Linked DNA regions of Danio rerio: region 1 is linked to region 2. Evidence: chromatin contacts called from public Hi-C data. All regions are on one chromosome and are shown on one strand. The core of a region is the stretch at or near the end of the contact, and the rest is flanking DNA. Distances in the headings are between cores, read along the strand shown. Region 1 overlaps si:dkey-34e4.1. Region 2 holds the start of LOC141385840 (membrane-spanning 4-domains subfamily A member 4A-like).

Region 1 (4,031 bases), core at 488-2,987, 210 kb before region 2:
AAATCAGTCCTGTAATTCCTGTCCAATCAAATCACACATAGAAAGTAAATCATATCGTTCTACACTAAGACATGGGTGGTTTATAAATGCAGAAAACAGTTTGGAAGCATTAAAAGTGTCCCAGAAAATGGCAAAATCTTACACCAATTGACCCAGAGACTTTTTAGATGCATGATGCTAATGAGAAGATGACACATGTTTACTGTATGATAACCAAAATGGCCTTAAACATCCAGCAGGCACAAAAAGTCAAAATGACGTCAGATTGACGATGTACCCCAAACTCGTGGGGATGTTGCATTTTGTTTGGAAATTAAAATTGTGTTGATATCAGAACCCAACGTCAGACTGACATCAATGTCCAAAGTCCAAACTAAGAATCAACAAATATTAATGTCTAATGATGTTACAGCTTTGTGTGGACGTTACCACTTTGACGTCTATTAGATGTGAATTTTGGTTGTCATACCTGACAAATAAATGCCAGTATTTGATGTCAATATGGTGTTGGTTTAAGAAGTTGTCTTGACTTTGGATTTTGGTCTTCTTCAGCCAAAAAATCAGCCAAATATCAACATCATTTGACATCATTATTGGACATCAAAAAAACATTGTCCTTAGACAATGGCTAGATGTTGAATTTTGGTTACCCGACCTAAATCTAAAGCTAATATTAACATTTTATGACATTTTGTGCTTGCTAGGTAAAAATTAAATGCACTACAAAATGTTACGTTTACACACACAACTACATCACATGTGAAAACATCAACTTTTTACATAATAATACTCATTACACTAAAACTACTCACTACTCTTGAGTCCTTTTAAAACGGCTACTTTGAGAAATATTTGCAACAGATTCTTTTACTCTACTTGCACTACATTTCATGGTACTTTAACTGGAGTATGATTTTTCAGTTCTCTTTCCACCACTGAATAATACTTTAGTTATAGCATATTAACTTATGTTATTCCAAACTAATGTTATACCAGTATGCCAGAGAGCTGTGCTGTTAACCTACTAAATAATGTCTTTTTTATAAATAAATGTCTTTAAATGTATGATAAGAACCGTGTGAGACTAAAGGTTCTGTAGTAGAGACAGAAAAAAGCCATTAGGTGAAAAAGCAGAGAGTGTTTTGGTGTTCAAATCCCTCGAGTTTTGTCTCTGTCTTAGAACCTTTTATAACAGACAAGCTAAAGCTACTTAGAGAAAATTAGTTTCTCTCTCAGTGTGAGTGTGTTTAAATGCGTTTGTGTACTTGTGTGTGTGTGTGTGTACATATTCCTCTTTTCACAAAGGCACTTAATGTGTCCTCTGCTCCCATGGATCCACATGTTAAAATGCTCGCCTAATGCAAACACACAATCTCTTTCTATATTTATCCTTTTACTCAACTATCTTATGCTAATGCTAACTCAGCTAATGCTCTACATATATAAACTGCTAAATAATGTTAGTTTCACAGGAGGACAGTTTCTTTTTCTTTAAGTTTCTCACATTCTGATATTCTCCATCTCTCAGTCTTTACAGGAGGTGGAGGGCGTCTCCCTCTACACTTTATCTCCCAGCAGCCCCTGCTCTCCTTCGCTCACACCGCTGGCCACCAAACACCACCTACAGCTTCTCCAACAACAGCTTCTACAACAGCAGCAGCAAACACAGATCGCCGTTGCACAGGTAAAGACATCGATTCTGCTCTTTTCTACCACTGGGAGGCGCTACAGCTCTATGTAAAATACAGCAGTTGAGTCGTTATTTCAGGCTGTTTTTTCCCCTATAATGATTAGCTCTCTTGTCGGAGTGCAAATCTTTTCACCCACTTCCACAATTTTAGAGACACATTTTCTGCACAACCCTATTCATCATTCTCTGTTGAAATGATTTTTGATAGCCTTTGTTAAAAAGCACTCACATAAGTCTAAATTATGTTTCATATCCAATGATAAAGCAAAGATACACGCAGAACACACAGCTGATAGAGGCAATAAACAGCTTCATGTTGTTCATTTAGTGAGTCACTTTGTTCAGTATCCAGATAATGATATTTGTTCTCGTTTGGGATAATGTATAGGGATCCGATGATGTTATGATGAGAAAGGCAGAGAGAGAGAGAGAGAGAGAGAGAGAGAGGAAGATGATGGGCTTTCAGCTCTGATTCAGCACAGTCACGCTACTGCATAATAAGAGCTTGGAAAAATAAATTGAAGTGCACTCACTTCTTGTCCAGTGAAACGTTTTAAACCTCAGAGATGAGAGAATCTCAGGAGACTTCATAGTGTTTTTAAGTTTCTTTTAGGTATCAATTTTGTGTCTCTAAAAAATGTCTTTAAAGATTAACTAATAAAACTAAAGCCAGAATAAATGTAAACCAGTTGTTTTCAAATTTCCAATGGGACAGCAAAATGGACAATTTTGTTATTGTTGGTGATTGTTTAATTGACTGTTGGTTAAAGTTTAAAACAAGCTTAGATGTGCTGAAATCATATTTCTTATATAAACTTCCCATAACAACGGTATTACTACTTAAGTGCCATGGTTTTTCAAGTATGCTTGAAAGACAGTTGAATTATTATTACCCCTGAATTATCAGCACCCCTGTTAATTTTTTTCCCCCCAATTTCTGTTTAATGGACAAACGATTTTTTTAACACATTTGTATACATAATAGTTTCTTTAACTCATCTCTAAAAACTGATTTATTTTATCTTTGCCATGATGACAGTAAATAATATTATCTATCAGTATTTAAGTACAGAAACTAAACAAAGTACTGAAATCAAATTGATGAAAACTTTACAAATACTATTCAAACAATCTGGTGAAATTACATTCATATCACAATATTTCAAGAGTTCACACTTAGCTGATGATTGTTTGTAAGCAAGTTTGGCATGCTGTCCCGGGAGAGAGCCCTGAGCTCAAAAAGGTCCTTGAGCCCTGGGCTCCCTCCCGTTTGCAGGGCGAGAGGGGAGCCTTGAGCTCAGGTAGATCTCGACAACTCCCCTTTGATAAGAACTGATGACTAAAAATTAAATGCTATGAAGAGATATGCTGCAGGATGAGAGATTGATCAATTCACTTGTTGTGCATGTTTTTGGAATGTGGGAGGAAACCGGAGGACCCAGGGAAAACCCACACGAGCACAGGAAGAACGTGCAAACTACGCACAGAAACGAACACCGTCCTGTTAAAAGACTAGAACCGGTGACGTTCTTGCTGTGAGGTAACAGTGCTAACCACTGGGCCACCATGTCGCCCTATGGAGGGAAAGGTGAAGAGGTAGGGGTGGAAGTGGGGATGCTTCAAATCGAAGATGACGGTAGTGAAAAACCCTCTTTATAGTGGGTTAGGAATGGCTTGATTGGTGGATCATGCATGCTAATGCAAAACCAGCCGTGTTCAATCATAATCACGTGATCCTCTCGAAATTAGTTTATGAATAAACTTCACATATTGTGGCACAACAAAATATCACAATGTCAGATTTGTCTAATTTTGTGGAGTCCTACTGTATGGGGAAATTTTAAAAGAGTGATGTTTAAACCTGGAAACAGGGTTTTAAACCTAACAAACTAAATTGGCCTTTAAGAGTTCACACTTAGCTGATGATTCATTAAAAGCTACTTTGGCATGCTGTCCCGGGAGAGAACCCTGAGCTCATAAGATCCTCGAGCCAGACGCTCTCTCCCGTTGCAAGGCGAGAGGGGAGTTTGAGCTCAGGTAGATCTCGAGAACTCCCCTGTCATGGTGGCTGAAGAGCAGATAGTAGTTGCTCTTAAAGAGATAAGTACTAGGTAGGGGCAAGACTATGGTGTTGATTTGAATTAGTCAATAAACTTAGGTTGCATATTTTTGATCGGTGGGAGGAAACCGGGAAACCCATGTGAGCACGGGGAGAATGTGCAAACTCAGCAACGTCTGCTGGTTTGGTAAAGCCTGGAGACGTTCTTGCTGTGAGGCAACAGTGCTAAGTACTGGCCCACCGTGTCACCCATCTAGGAAGAAGGAGGAGTAGGGGTGGAAG
Region 2 (4,235 bases), core at 127-2,626:
AAAAAAAACAGATGTTATGCTAAAACAGTGTTTTTTACATGGAAAACAATACAAAACCTTTGGGGGTTAAAAACAGTTTGCAGTGTAAAATGAGAAGAAGAATATAGATGTTTACAGTTCAAACTCAGAGATGTTAAAAACTGTCATCAAAGTGACACCAGAACACAAGAGCCTCAGGAACAGCACAAGAGGAGGTGTAAGTATTAAAGCGCTTCGCTGATTGCATGTCGCTTCACGCTAAACCTTTCTTCATCTCAGTGTAACTCACTCAACACTAGTAGCAGTCTGGACTAAAAAGGGAAAACTTGGGAATATTTTTGTAAATTAAAAGTTTTCAATATTATTTATTTGCCATTTGTTTTTTGATGAGAATAGATGTGCAAGAGATTGATGGAATATATTTTTTCTGTTGGCATACTGTCTGTTGTTGTCTTCCCCATCCCTCTGTTTACTCTCCTGATTGTTTTTTGCAGTGGTTTTGTATCTATATCAATATTAACTGTTTAGACTGTTGCAGAAAGTCTGTGATATCAGAAATTAAACAAAAACAAATAAAAAAAACACCAAGTGTCTTAAAATATTGTATTGCCATTGTTTTTAACGCCAAGTACTACTTGTAAATGTTTGTGTTTCAGATGTGGCCTCAAAATCTACTACTACTATTATTATTATTATAGCATTTATTTGAAAGTGCTGTAGCCCACTGCTGTAGTTATTATTGTTGATATGAAATAAATATTTATGAAATTTGAGCATGCAGTTTGTGTTTTAACAAGTGTAAGTAGATTGGAGTAAATGTTTAAACATTTAGATGATGTACTTACACTTATCTGTCATTTCTGACTACATTATTGCATTGTATACCATGTTAAGTGTGATTTTAAAAAAAAAAGAAAAAGAAACAGTCAATATTATGATATATAACATGAAATGTAATGCTAGTTACCTAGACCAATTTAGGCAACAATTGGTTTTCAGCTTAAAGGCTAAAAAAATCTGGTCAGGTAGAGATTATGACAAAACAAAAAGCTAACGAGAGTTAAAACTTGAACTTTTTCCGTTGCAAGACTGACAGACAACACTGAGATCTACAGATAACAGGGAACTACATATTACACTTACCTTTACCTCCAGCTTCAGTGAGAGATACTTGACATTAAGTCCAATCGTAGAACTCTACACAACGTGCACGTGGTTGAACGAAGGGGAAAGCTGCAACTAGACTAACCATATTACAAAAATAACTTTAGGCTTGCTTGAACTACTTGATAAGATCGATTTCAAATCTGGTATTAATGGCGAAAACTAAGCTTTTCTGAAGTTTTGTATTTAGTTTCTCAAAACCGCATGCTGATGACATCTGCTGGTAAAACGGTGCAAACACAACAAAAACTCGGGCCTAAACACAAATGGCGCCTAAACAGTCAGCTGTTTCATCAAAGCAAGCACAATCTTTTAAATTTAATTAACTCACCTTCATATTTTTTAGGGCTTTGTTTGTTCTATGAATATATAAGCAGGCCAAAACTTAACTAATTAGTTTTCCTTTTAATTATACAAAATCTCCTTATATCATTATCAGAGGTCAGCTTAAGTATTACTTTTAACCACAGTATTACTTTGAAACTTAATTAGTCATTAAGCTACTACTAAAATGCATCTATCAACCATAAATATTGTAGCCTATAAAGGTGATCTTTAAAGGGGTGGTCCACAGTGTATTTTAAGTCTTTGTTGTGTTTATATGATGGGCATGCTTCATTTGTAGAAAATCAAGTTATTTTTTTCATATATCTTATATACAGATTATATACAGCTACTCAGCTAACCTGAAAATGACAGTCATATTTCCTAGTTCCTTCAAGAGGCCTGTCCTCAAGAGGCTCTGATTGGCCAGTTAACATAATGTGCTGTGATTCACGGATCGTCTCCACATCACGTCCCTACAAGCACGGGCTTTTGCGCTGTGTAAACAGTAGCTGTTTGTACCTTGAGACAGAAAATGAAGAGCACATACATTCAAAACATAGGGTAAGTAATATAAAATGTTCAATATTTTTTGCAATTTCATTAGTTGAGATGTAGAACGCAGGGAAAGCGGCTGCATAGAGACACTGCATGTGCTGCTGTTGATTGTGGGTGTTTACAGAGGTTTGACTCATAAATATAAATTTGTAGCTAGATTGTTAGCAGTGCCAAACAGCATTTCCTGTTGTTTATGTCCTCACTACAACATACTCTAAATGCTAGAAACTATGCATGTAATAAATCAATTTTAACATATGAAAATACAGATTGTGGCTGACGATCTACAGCTTCTGCTATTATAGTTGGAGCTGCTCCTTCTTTAAGGAGATTTTAGCTGAATCGGGCACTGAATTGGGAGAGATTTTGGAAGATGTCCTTTGTCAAATGCTAGCTATGTATTTTTTTATAATTTCCAGGAGCATAATTAAAATTAAACTGTAAGCACTTCTTTTTTTGTGTGTCGTGTCCTTTGGAAGCCCCAAAACAAAGGAAGCTTTCTCTACTATAACAGCCTCTGGCCATGACCCTTCATTGCGTGTGGTATTCCTGTGATAATTGCGTCTGAAATGTTTGCGATCTTACTATCCTGAATGTATTTTTTGTAGTCCAAAGAAAACAAAGCTAACTCTGTAAAGAGATTCAGAGATGTTATTTGTTGACACAGCTACATTACACATCAACTAAAGTTTAAAATATGATATCATAGAGGACCACCCCTTTAAAGTGTGCTGCCTTAGGGCTGGGTTACTTACCATATCAACACAATATGGGGAAAACTGTGCCAAAATTCATATTCAAATATTTCAACATTTTATTGATATTTTTTTAAGTTTAAAGTGTTTCTTAAAATGACACAATTACACTATTTTAATCCCCATTAGTTACTAACCAGTTTTAAATTCCAGATGGGAAACGTAACATTTAAACCAGAACTTACTCATCAAAACTCTTGTATTCTATGACAGTAGCGAGATTTATTTTACAAATGTCTGAATGTGTTTCTTATGTTAGCTTGCACCCTATATTTGCTTGTGTTTTTCCTTTCATTCATTCTTTCTTTGACAAGCAAAGGCATGTTTCAGATGACTAGGTTTACATTCAGGCTCAAACACCCACACTCTCTAGCAAGATCTCCTCTGCTGCCCTCTGACATTTTTCCTGCCTTGCTTCTGCAATTAGTAGCAATTCTCTTTTCTCAATTAAGATTGAGCTGAACAATTGTGGCAGTGCTGAAGTCTGATTTTTTTAACATTAACATTCCTTTCTCATAAAGTTTTTTAAACCCGTCTATCTTTTCCTGTCAGTCTTTTTCCTGCCCTCGTTGAGCATAAATCAACAAAGGGGTCTGCTGTGTTATAATTGCCACAAAACTTGGCAGCAATTCATCCGCCTCTCTTGATTTCTTTCTCTCTCTTTGTCTATGTTTCTTGATCAGCTCTCATTTACAGTGTGTATTCAGCCCACTGCCCCTCATTTCCTGAAGCTGACAAAAGAAATCACACAGCAATGCAAAAAAAACGTTTAACATTCCTTTATTATAAAAAACTATAAACTGCACAAATTATAAAAAATACTATAAAAATAAGTTATACTTTAAAAACAGAAAATATACAATGATACTATAGAAAAAGTGCTGTCATTAAAATCAAAACATTAACTAAAGTTCCACAAACACACAGCTTTGCTATTTTCATGCAGTGTTCTTGAGGTCAAGGCAAGCACCCAACTATCCTCGAAATGCTGTAAGCTCAAAACCCACTGGACAAAGAGGAAGGACAGTGTTTATGCAATACCATTTGTTTAACACTACAATAAATGTGAAAGGCCTGGGCTCTCGAGGGCTTATAGTCTAATAACAGAGGAATTTTTACAAGCATGGAAAGTTATTGCGGAGCAGGCTCTGCACTGACCTCAGCAGAGACTACCAGTGCAAACTTTGCAGTACAAAAGTGAAAAGATGTTGGACACTGAAAGTCCATGCTATTCTGGTTAAACACCATACTGAATTTACCAGAGATGAAAATGAGTTTATGAGGGATAAAATGAGGGTGAGATCTCATTAGGAAGGATAGGTTCAATTGTTTAGTTATTGTAGTTCATTTTGGATATGCGTAAACTCTGCCATATTTACTTTGAGGAGCATGGAACAAAACAAGTGAAGCGGGAACACTGAAAAAAAGGGGTCCAATTTGGAACTAACTGGTGCA

The links. Hi-C and Micro-C count contacts between places; a contact is called where the count stands out from the background.
Region 1: a contact with region 2 is called in a Hi-C map of hematopoietic stem cells, with 3 times the contacts expected there. The contact joins the enhancer-like site here to the promoter of LOC141385840 in region 2. A contact is called at or near these places in 3 of 18 Hi-C or Micro-C datasets (caudal fin, embryo and hematopoietic stem cells) and 1 of 4 datasets of contacts at active chromatin or transcription factors (caudal fin).

What each region holds. Positions count from the first base shown.
Region 1 is chr5:34,181,482-34,185,512 of GRCz12tu, reverse strand. It overlaps si:dkey-34e4.1, which reads left to right. Exons shown (of 12, transcript XR_012406925.1): 8 at 1,529-1,684. The region is part of intron 2 of LOC141385844 (a long non-coding RNA gene); the gene reads right to left. Among named protein-coding and RNA genes, the nearest start is that of ms4a17c.1, 41 kb to the right of the region's middle. Within about 2 kb of position 1,737, at least 6 of the 62 cell types and tissues checked have an H3K27ac peak or open chromatin away from gene starts, as enhancers often do.
Region 2 is chr5:33,970,842-33,975,076 of GRCz12tu, reverse strand. It overlaps LOC141385840 (membrane-spanning 4-domains subfamily A member 4A-like), which reads right to left and starts at 1,376. Exons shown (of 9, transcript XR_012406927.1): 1 at 1,123-1,376. It also overlaps a transcript of garnl3 not described here.